Linked DNA regions of Pan troglodytes: region 1 is linked to region 2. The links are chromatin contacts, called in public HiChIP or PLAC-seq maps. All regions are on one chromosome and are shown on one strand. Each heading gives the region's core, a stretch centred on a gene start, on an enhancer-like site or on the middle of the called end of the contact. The rest is flanking DNA. Distances are from core to core; before and after follow the strand shown.

The links. HiChIP or PLAC-seq counts read pairs in DNA pulled down with a chosen protein or histone mark.
Region 1: an H3K4me3 HiChIP or PLAC-seq map of stem cell-derived excitatory neurons shows a contact between it and region 2, with 5 times the contacts expected there. The contact joins the promoter of LRRC73 here to the promoter of ZNF318 in region 2. A contact is called at or near these places in 1 of 7 Hi-C or Micro-C datasets (induced pluripotent stem cells) and 1 of 1 datasets of contacts at active chromatin or transcription factors (stem cell-derived excitatory neurons).

Annotation. Positions count from the first base shown.
Region 1 is chr5:49,399,911-49,404,316 of NHGRI_mPanTro3-v2.0_pri, forward strand. It overlaps LRRC73 (leucine rich repeat containing 73), which reads right to left and starts at 2,843. Exons shown (of 6, transcript XM_001138441.6): 1 at 2,572-2,843; 2 at 1,816-1,976; 3 at 1,354-1,476; 4 at 882-982; 5 at 512-734; 6 at 21-364. The coding sequence starts at 2,843. The coding sequence ends at 294. It also overlaps a transcript of POLR1C not described here.
Region 2 is chr5:49,262,208-49,266,608 of NHGRI_mPanTro3-v2.0_pri, forward strand. ZNF318 (zinc finger protein 318) reads right to left here and starts at 1,740. Exons shown (of 10, transcript XM_016955560.4): 1 at 1,028-1,740. The coding sequence starts at 1,426.

The sequences.
Region 1 (4,406 bases), core at 1,593-4,092, 140 kb after region 2:
GACTACAGCCACACGACAGGTTGTGGAGTTCATAAAATCTTTTCCGAGCCAGCGGGTTGCAGCCAGAGCTGCCAAGTTCAAAGGCATTGCCGTGGGTTCAAGTGCCCCCCAAGGCTGTTGCTCAGTCACAGCTTCCAGAGCTTCCTTCCCACCACACTGCCAGGAGCTGCCAGAGCCCCCATGCAGCCCCTGACCCCAGTTCCCTCCCAAGTCCCAGGGCCCGACCCTGATATCTGGGGCAAGGTGCTCGGGACATAGATAAGTGAAATGGTGTGCAGAGGCCCAGTGGAGAGTCACATCTCGGTCTCAGCCAACAGACTGTCCCCTAGTCCTGACGTCATTAGCACCATCTGAGAGCTGGGATCTGTGGAAGGGCAGAGGAGTGTTCAGACCACCATTCCTTCCTCCAATGGGGACCACAGATAGGTGAGAGCCTAGGTTCTGCACACCCACTCTCCCTTGTCCCGAGCCTCTTCCAGACCTGGCTCTGATCAACCCTCTGGGTTCTTACCGCTGGGGCACATCCAGGAGCTGCTGCCTCTCTGGTGGGCAGCAGGCTCCCGCCCTCTCTCCCATTCCTGGGTGTCGCCAGCCCCTCCTGCCACTTCCTCCTCCTCCTCTCCCTCAGAGAGGAGGTCACAGATCTGTTGCTGCAGCTCTGGGCTAATGCTGTTCTCAGCCAACACCAGGCTCCGCAAAGCTGTGGGGTAATTTTCTACCATGTCCAGCAGGGTCTGAAGTGGGGAAGAATATGGAAAAGGATGAACACAGTTAAGGCAGGTCCTCAGACCCCAACCTGCCACGCCTTAGGTATGTCATCAGACACATAAGCTAACCTCCACCCCATCCCCTGGCCGTGCCCAAACATGACGACTTCCCACCTGAGCTGACTGGTTGGTGAGCCCTGTGCCCTCCAAGTCTAGCACCTCTAGGGTACGACTAGAGGCCACAGCTACAGCCAGCATTCCTGCCACATGGTCACCTGGGGAGACAACACACGTGCACACATTCATACACATGCCTGCTAATCCTTACAGATAGCTTCCCCATTGCCTTAACAACTTTAGATACTAATCCCTGGCCAAGGAAACATGGACAATTGGTGGTGGTCAGGAAGGGATCATTGTGATTGGTGAGTGAAGGCACGAAGCAAGTTAGGCCCACGGGTGGTGACTGATGCTTTGATCTATTTATTGGTCACCTGGTCCTCCACAAAGCTATCTCCTTGACCCCTGGGGGCTCGCCTTTCTCTTCCCTCTCCCAGTGTACGGGTTACCATGTCAACTGTTGGTCCCAGGCTCTTGGATAGGGCATGAAGCAGTGACAGCCCAAGGGGGTATTCTTGAGCCTCACCCAGGGGGTTGTAATCCAGATTGAGGACGCGGACCTGGGAGCTGTGGGCCACGGCAATGGCGAGGCGGCTCCAGCCCTTAGGGGTGATGCCAGGGTTGGCACTCAGCGTTAGCTCCTTCAAGCCTGGGCAGCATCATAGCAAGAAACCAGAATAGGGAGGGTTAAGCCCTCCTCCAGCCCTTCCCCACCATCCCTGAGTCTCTGGGGTGTCCCTAGTGGCTGGGCACCACCTTACCCCCACCATAGAGGTCAAGAGCCATTAAGGAGGCCCATGCTTCCTCTGCCTGCCCCAGCCTGGATTCCTGAGTCTCCATGCTGCCCCCCGTCCTGCCCCTTCCTGAGAGGAGTAGAAAGATGTTCTCACCCACATCATCAGAGCTCTGGGGCCACACCCCCTTCCCTCTGCATTTCGATTTTCATCACTGCCACACTAGCCCAAGCCCTCAACAGGGTCCTGCTCACCAGATTTGGCCCCATCTGGGGGCAGGAGGCCACAGATGAGGTTGATGGCTTCATCACCCAGCATGCAGTCCCCCAGGTCCAGAGCCACGAGGGCAGGGTGGAGGGCCAGGGCTGGGTTCAGCAAGGCCAGCCCCGCATCTGTCAGGGGGCTCCCATGCAGGCTGGAGGAGAGTGAGAGAGCAGGGTTACTGCAGTCCTCGGCCCTATCTACATGGGAAAGGGACACTTTCACTTCTGTCAGCCCTAGGTATGGGGAGGGCACTCAGTCACAGCACTTGAGGGGCCTGGAAAAGGAGAAGGAAAGTTCTAGATTCTCAGGGAATACAGATAGAGGGAGAATTCGGTTTGTTTTCTGGGGCAGGGATCCAGGACATTGCACAGGGAGGGGCAGAGAAGGGGTGGGTGGGTGGTGGACCGGAACTCTGCAGTGGGCAGGGCTCTCGTCCCCACGGGGATATTCCCCCTTGGGAACCGAGGAGCTGCCCCAGTGAAGTAAATGCAGATGATTAGGTGGGGAGGTACGGCCCCCACCTCATGTCAGGAAGTGGTGGGTATCCCAACACGGGTAGGGTCGCGCGTGCAAAGTCCAAGCATGTGCTTGGAGGGTGCTGTGAAGGCATGGGCCGAGGCACTGTGTATGTGCATAAGGCATGTGAAGGTAGTATGGTACTGGAAGGAGTGTGGAGGAACAGGAGGTGCCAGGGGTGTATGGAAGGGTGCAGTGCCCGGGACCCCCTTGCGAGGGGGCGCACTCACAAGAGGGACTGGATGGAGCGGTTGGTCCGCAGAGCCTCAGCCAGCTGCTTGATGCGGCTGGGGCTGGACACGACGCCCAGGTTAAGGTTGAGCTGCGCCAGGGACGTGGCCCCGGCCAGGGCCCGGCAGATGCGGCCAAAGTCGCGGTCGCAGAGGCGGCAGCCGCGCAGTGAGAGCAGGCGCACGGCGTTGTCGCGAAGGCCGCGGCAGATGTCCCGCACCTCGGCGCCGGACAGCGGCTCCCCCGAAATCTGGATGGAGCTGGGCAGCATCGTGCCCACGGCTGGGCCTCCGGGTACGGGGCCGGAACGGAGGTTGGTGGGGCCGCGGGCGGGGCCGGGGATAGGGCCGGGGTCGGGGCCCCGGCAGGGGTCGCGGGCGGAGTGGGGCCGGGGGTGGAGGCGGCGGCTGTGGCGGAGGCTGCGGCTGCGGCGGAGGCTGCGGCGGGGGCGGAGAAGAGCTACCGGGACTGAGCCGGAGCCGGCCAGAGGTGCGGAGGCGTCCAGGGCGCGGGCCGGGCTGAAGTGGGGCGGCGCTGGGGCGGGGGCGGCCCGCACGGTCCGTGTCTGGGCGTTGGGGCGGGTGCGCGTTCCGGGGGTTGGGCAGGCGCTGCTCGGCGCTTGTCCTTGTCCCTCGCGGTCGCGGCGGCGGCGGCGGCAGCGGCAGCGAGTGGCTCAAGGGCTTCGGCTTACCGGTCTCGGTTAGGAGGCCGTACCCGCTCCCTAGTTCTCTGCTGCCCGGCTCCCCCCGACCACCCCGCGGGCCTGGCCGCACGGCTGGCAGAGAGAGCCTGAGGCGGGCGCCTGGCGGCAGCTCCGGCTCCAGCTCCAGAGAGCGAGCGGGCGGCGAGTTCCCATGGCAACGGCCGCGTCACCGCCGCTCGCCCCGCCCCCTGCCCGGCTAAGGCCACGCCGGCCCGCGAGGTTCGCGTACACTGGGTGGTTCGGGGCAAGGAGCTGGGAGCGATAGGCCGCTCTTCCCTTGGGAGTGGGGTCAGCCAGCTGGCAGAAGGAAGGCGGCAGGGCTGAGTGGGTAGGGCTGACGGGGAGCGGAATGGAGGCACGCCCCGTGGAGATGGCGTTGGGCACGGTTACTGGTGCTTCTGCCCATTCTTCCATCCTTTCCCGTTCCTAAGGTCCATACCCCCGCCGGAATCCAGGGCACTGTTCCCTCCTATTTGGAAGGCCCCAGGGCCCTTTCATCCGCGCCGCGCCTCGCCCCCGCCCCCCTGACTCGAGGCGCAGCGTGCGTGGTGATCCCGGCCCATGGGGACTTCCCCGCTTGCTCCTCGCCAAGATGGCGGCCTCATCAGGGAGGCCCCAGGGACCACGGCTGGGCAGAGCCAGCTTGAGCTGCTGGGGAGAAGGGTACCCCATAGGGTCCCTAGGGCAGGGGAGCCTCAGATAGATGCAAGGTCCTGGTGCCACACCTTCTCAGGTACGCAGGGCACTGTTGACATCTGAGGGTGTGTCCATGCCGCGAGACTGGGGCAGCCAATACAAAGAAGGTGCCAGGGCCAGGGCCCTGGAGCACTGGTGAGGACATGAAGGCGGCTGAGCCACACTGCACGGTGCAGGCGGTGCTGTCTCAACTTTGTCCTCTGGCCAGGGTGGTGGGGGACTCACTTGTGTAACGCAGGACAAATGAAGGGCACCTCTGTTAGTCCCTTTGTTAGGAGGAATAGATGCTGCTGACCCAGATTTACTAGTGTTAAGAAGATTATTTTACATAAAATATAATATTCAATATAGTGAAGGGAGGTCAAAGGCCCTATTCCCACTCTTAGCCACCTGAATTAACTTATTAAGTGGAGCAGATTAAAGAAGTGGTGGGGG
Region 2 (4,401 bases), core at 490-2,989:
GCGGAGGTTACAGTGAGCTGAGATCATGCCATTGCACTCCAGCCTGGAGAACAGAGTGAGACTCTTTCTCAAATAATAATAATAATAATAATAATAATAATAAAAAGATTGATGAACTAAAAATAAAACAAATTCCCAAAAACCAGACTCTACCTAGAGGATCTCTTGGGGTGGTGGTTATGGTTAAAGGTCAACATTATTTCTAAAACTAAACTTAATCTCATGCTCCGTTCCTCTAGCAGTGAAACATAGAGGTTCAAATCATGGGTTTGGGGAACCAGGCGGATCTGAGTTGAAGCACAGCTCCACCACTTAGCCGTGTCACCTCAGTCGAGTTACTTGAACCTCTCTGGGTTGGTTCCTCGGCTGTACAACAAGGAATAGTATTAACTGCCTCACTTCAAAGAGTTGTGAGGGTTAAAAGAATGTGCAAAGTGAAAGGCTAGGCATAATTCCTGACATAGAACTCGATAAGAGGTAGTGGCTATGGCAATGACTGTGGTCCTGCACACTTCATTCCGAAGCAGCAGCTCCAATTCATTTAAGCTAACAGTTTACACTCTAGACGTAAAGCCTGGTAGGGTTCAAGCGCCCCTAACTCGCCACAAAAACGGACATTTCGGCTTTTTTCCCTAAGATCCAGGAAGGCAGCTCAGGTGTAAGGGGATGAAAAGTACGGAACCCCGAGGACACGTCAACTCTACAAAAAGTACCAAGCCACACGGTTTGGACGAAATGCCCCTCGCCTTGGCAAACTTTCCACACCTCACCCGGCATGAGAGAAACAGCCTATTCCTAAGGAACGGAGCCCGCACTCCCGACCAGACGCCCGTGCGCTCCCGAGTCCGTTATTGTGTCAACGCTCCCGGGTCTGACAGAAGCCTCCAGGCTCGGCATCCCCGAGGGAGTTGACCGGAGGCTTCGCGCTTAGGACCCTGGTCTGGAGGCCCCGGGCGTTTCTGGAAACGGGAATTCCGGGGGAGGGGGCTGGGGGATGGAGGGAGTCCTGGACGAGGGGTGGGATTACCCGGCTGCCGCTGTCGCCTGGATGGTCTCCGCGGCCGTCCCGGGCATAGTCGGCGCGGGACTCCCCTCGGCTGCTGCCTCTGAAGCCGGCCGGGCCCGGCGGGAAGAGTCGTCGGCCCCGCGGTGGCGACGGGGAGCCGCGACGGGCCCGAGGCGGGGACGGGGAGACGCGACGACCCCGTGGCGGGGACGGCGAGGCCCGGCGGCCGCGGTGCCCTGAGGGCGAGCGGGGTCGGCGAGCCGGGGTCCGCGACGAGGAGCCGGAGGGCGGAGGCGGCGGTGAGCTGCGGCGAGCCGGGCCTGAGGAGGAGCCAGAGCTGCGGCCGCTGCGCGGGCCGCCCCCGCCGTCGTCTTTAGGCCGGTGGGAAGAGACGGAGGAGCGAGCGCTGCTGCGGTACATGGTTCTTGCAGCGGCGGCCACGGCGACAGCTCCGACCCGGGGGCGCCCTAGACGCAGGCCCGGAGCGCGCCGCCGCAGCTGCAGCCGCCGCCACCTCGGCCGCTGCGCGCCGCCTCAGCCGCGGGAGCAGCCCCCTCCCCTCGGCCCCGCGTCGCCCCGGGGGCCCGGCCGAGCGCGCCCCCGCGGCTGGCGGTTGGAGGGCGCGAGCACGCGTCCGACACACCCCCCCGCCTCCGGGGTTCCCCGCTCCTCCACTCAGGGAGCGGCCGCAGGAACCAAGAAAAGTGGGGAGGAGCACAGACGCCGGCGCGAGGCTGGGCGAGGGGAGGGGAAGCGAAGCGCGCGCCCTGAGCTCTGCACGCCCCGCCTCCGAATCCTCAAGATGGCGGCCGCAGAGCCGCCCACTTCCCCCTCCCGCGGCGGCCACGTGACCCCTGTGGCCTCCGCGCGGGGTGGGCGGGGCGGAAGGGAGGGCTTCTCTGGAGAGGGATCTGGTTTTCCGGGGATGCTCCAGGCCTCGGGACTTAGGGGTTTGGAGACCGTGCGGATGTGTCTTCGCTCTTTCCTGCCGCCCCTCAAGCCTCTTAATTTAGGGATGGACACGAAATGGTTGAAAACCATTCGCGATAATATAAACGGGCCTGTAAACGTTAGCTGTGTGGGAGGTTACGGACCCCGGCAGGAGCGCCCACCGAAGTCCTGTCCCCTGCTGAAGCAACACGACCCGCATCAGTTTACTTTCCAGTTTGCCTAATTTCTAGAGGTTGAAATTGAGGATAGGAAAGTACGAGGTGGAGGTCGTGGGCCAGAATCAAACCCAAAATAGACGTTGTCAGGCCTCTGAGCCCAAGCTAAGCCATCATATCCCCTATGACCTGCACGTATACATCCAGATGGCCTGAGACAACTGAAGAGCCACAAAAGAAGTGAAAATAGCCTTAACTGATGACATTCCACCATTGTGATTTGTTCCTGCCCCACCCTAACTGACAGGATATATTCTCCCCCTCGCCCTTAAGTAGGTGCTTTGTAATATTCTCCCCCGCCCTTAAGAATGTACTTTGTACACCTATCCCAAACTTATAAGAACTAATGATAATTCCACCACCCTCTGCTGACTCCTTTTTCGGACTCAACCCGCCTGCACCCAGGTAAGATAAACAGCCTTGTTGCTCACACGAAGCCTGTTTGGTGGACTCTCTTCACACGTTTTCGAGCTGTTTTCTGACTAAAGTACTTGTGGTCATGGTGGAGGTCCTTCATTACCAGGGGCCCACATCATGACCAACTGGAGGCGTGGCAAGTTTTTGTAAGAGATCCAGGCATGCCCCCTCCCCTGGCCTAAGTCCAGAATTTTCCTAGATGCCAATCTCAGGGCCCTGCATCCTAAATACAAAAGTGGGCCAGGCGCAAAGGGTCACGCCTATAATCCCACCATTTTGGGAGGCCGGGGCAGGAGGATTGCTTGAGCCTGGGAGTTCGAGACCAGCCTGGGCAACGTAGAAGGACCTCCATTTCTAAAAAAAAAAAAAAAAAATTTGCTGAGTGTGGTGGCACGTTCCTGTACCCCAGCTACTCGGGAGGTTGAGGCTGCGGTGAGCTGTGATCATGCCACTGCACTCCAGCCTGGGTGACAGAGTGAGACCCTCTCTCAAAAAATACATCCATATATATATATATATATATATCCATTTCCATACGTTCTTATAATGGCATATACTCAGTAAAAATGTATAAAATTTTTACTAGTTGACTACTTTTACCCAGCTTCACATTTTATATAATTTATATAAAATAAGAAACCAATAACTTATTTTAATGAAAAAAAAATAAAAATATGCCAGAGGTGTATGCCCTGTCTTTATTAGAGTATATATGGATTTTGGTTACCCATACTTTTGGTGGGACTTAATAAATGTGAAAAAAATGTAAATCAGTGTGTATAGATACTTGGAGTCAATAAATTTTAAATCATGTTTGTTATATTCTGTATCAACTTTTACTCCTCAACCCGTTTCTAATACTGAATATTTTTATCAAAGGAGCTGGGGTGTTTCAAGACAGGGGGAGACACGGTGTATAATCAGAAAACTCTTCTGCTTCCCCTTCACACTTGCTCTATGCATAGTTCTGTGTCCTGCATGAAATCTCTTGCAGATCCTTTCACTTTTCAAGTATTTTTCAGTCATGAGAGTAGTCATATTGCAGTAGAAAATATATAGTACAGAACAAAGCTTTAAACTTTATTCAGGCTAAAGGTTCTCCCCTACCCCTGCTTTTACCTGCTTCAGACTTGAAGCTTGGTATATTAAAAGTGGTATGGTAGGTTTCTCCACATCCCTGCCTTTGCTCCTCAAAGTTTGCTCCTCCTCTCCCACTGGCTAGCTGCTATTTCTGACCCCCTCCTCCCAGGAGGAGAAGGGATTGAAGGGAAAGAACACAGACTTTCCTGGTTAGTGCAGGATGCTATTATCTTCCAAAATCGGTTCCCTATGGACAAGGAGGAATCACAAATGTTGGCTTTTCTCTCTTATGCACCTTTGTGGGCTTTTTTAGAACTCTCTTGCTGGCAGTGGTCCTCCTCTGGTTCACTGTCTGTGACTCCCCTCCCCCAAGTCTTTGGCCTTCTGGAGGAGGCTTACCCCATGTAAAACTCACTCCCGTGGCAGGAGTCCCTTTCCTCTCTGGTTATCTCTCATGGGACGGATCCCTTTTATTTTATTTATTTATTTTATTTTATTTTTTTTTTTTTTGAGACAGAGTCTCGCTCAGTCGCCCAGGCTGGAGTGCAGTGGCTCGATCTCCGCTCACTGCAAGCTTCGCTTCCTGGGCTCACGCCATTCTCCTGCCTCAGCCTCCCGAGTAGCTGGGACTATAGGCACCCGCCACCATGCCCAGCTAATTTTTTTGTATTTTTTTTAGTGGAGACGAGGTTTCACCGTGTAAGCCAGGATGGTCGCGATCTGCTGACCTCG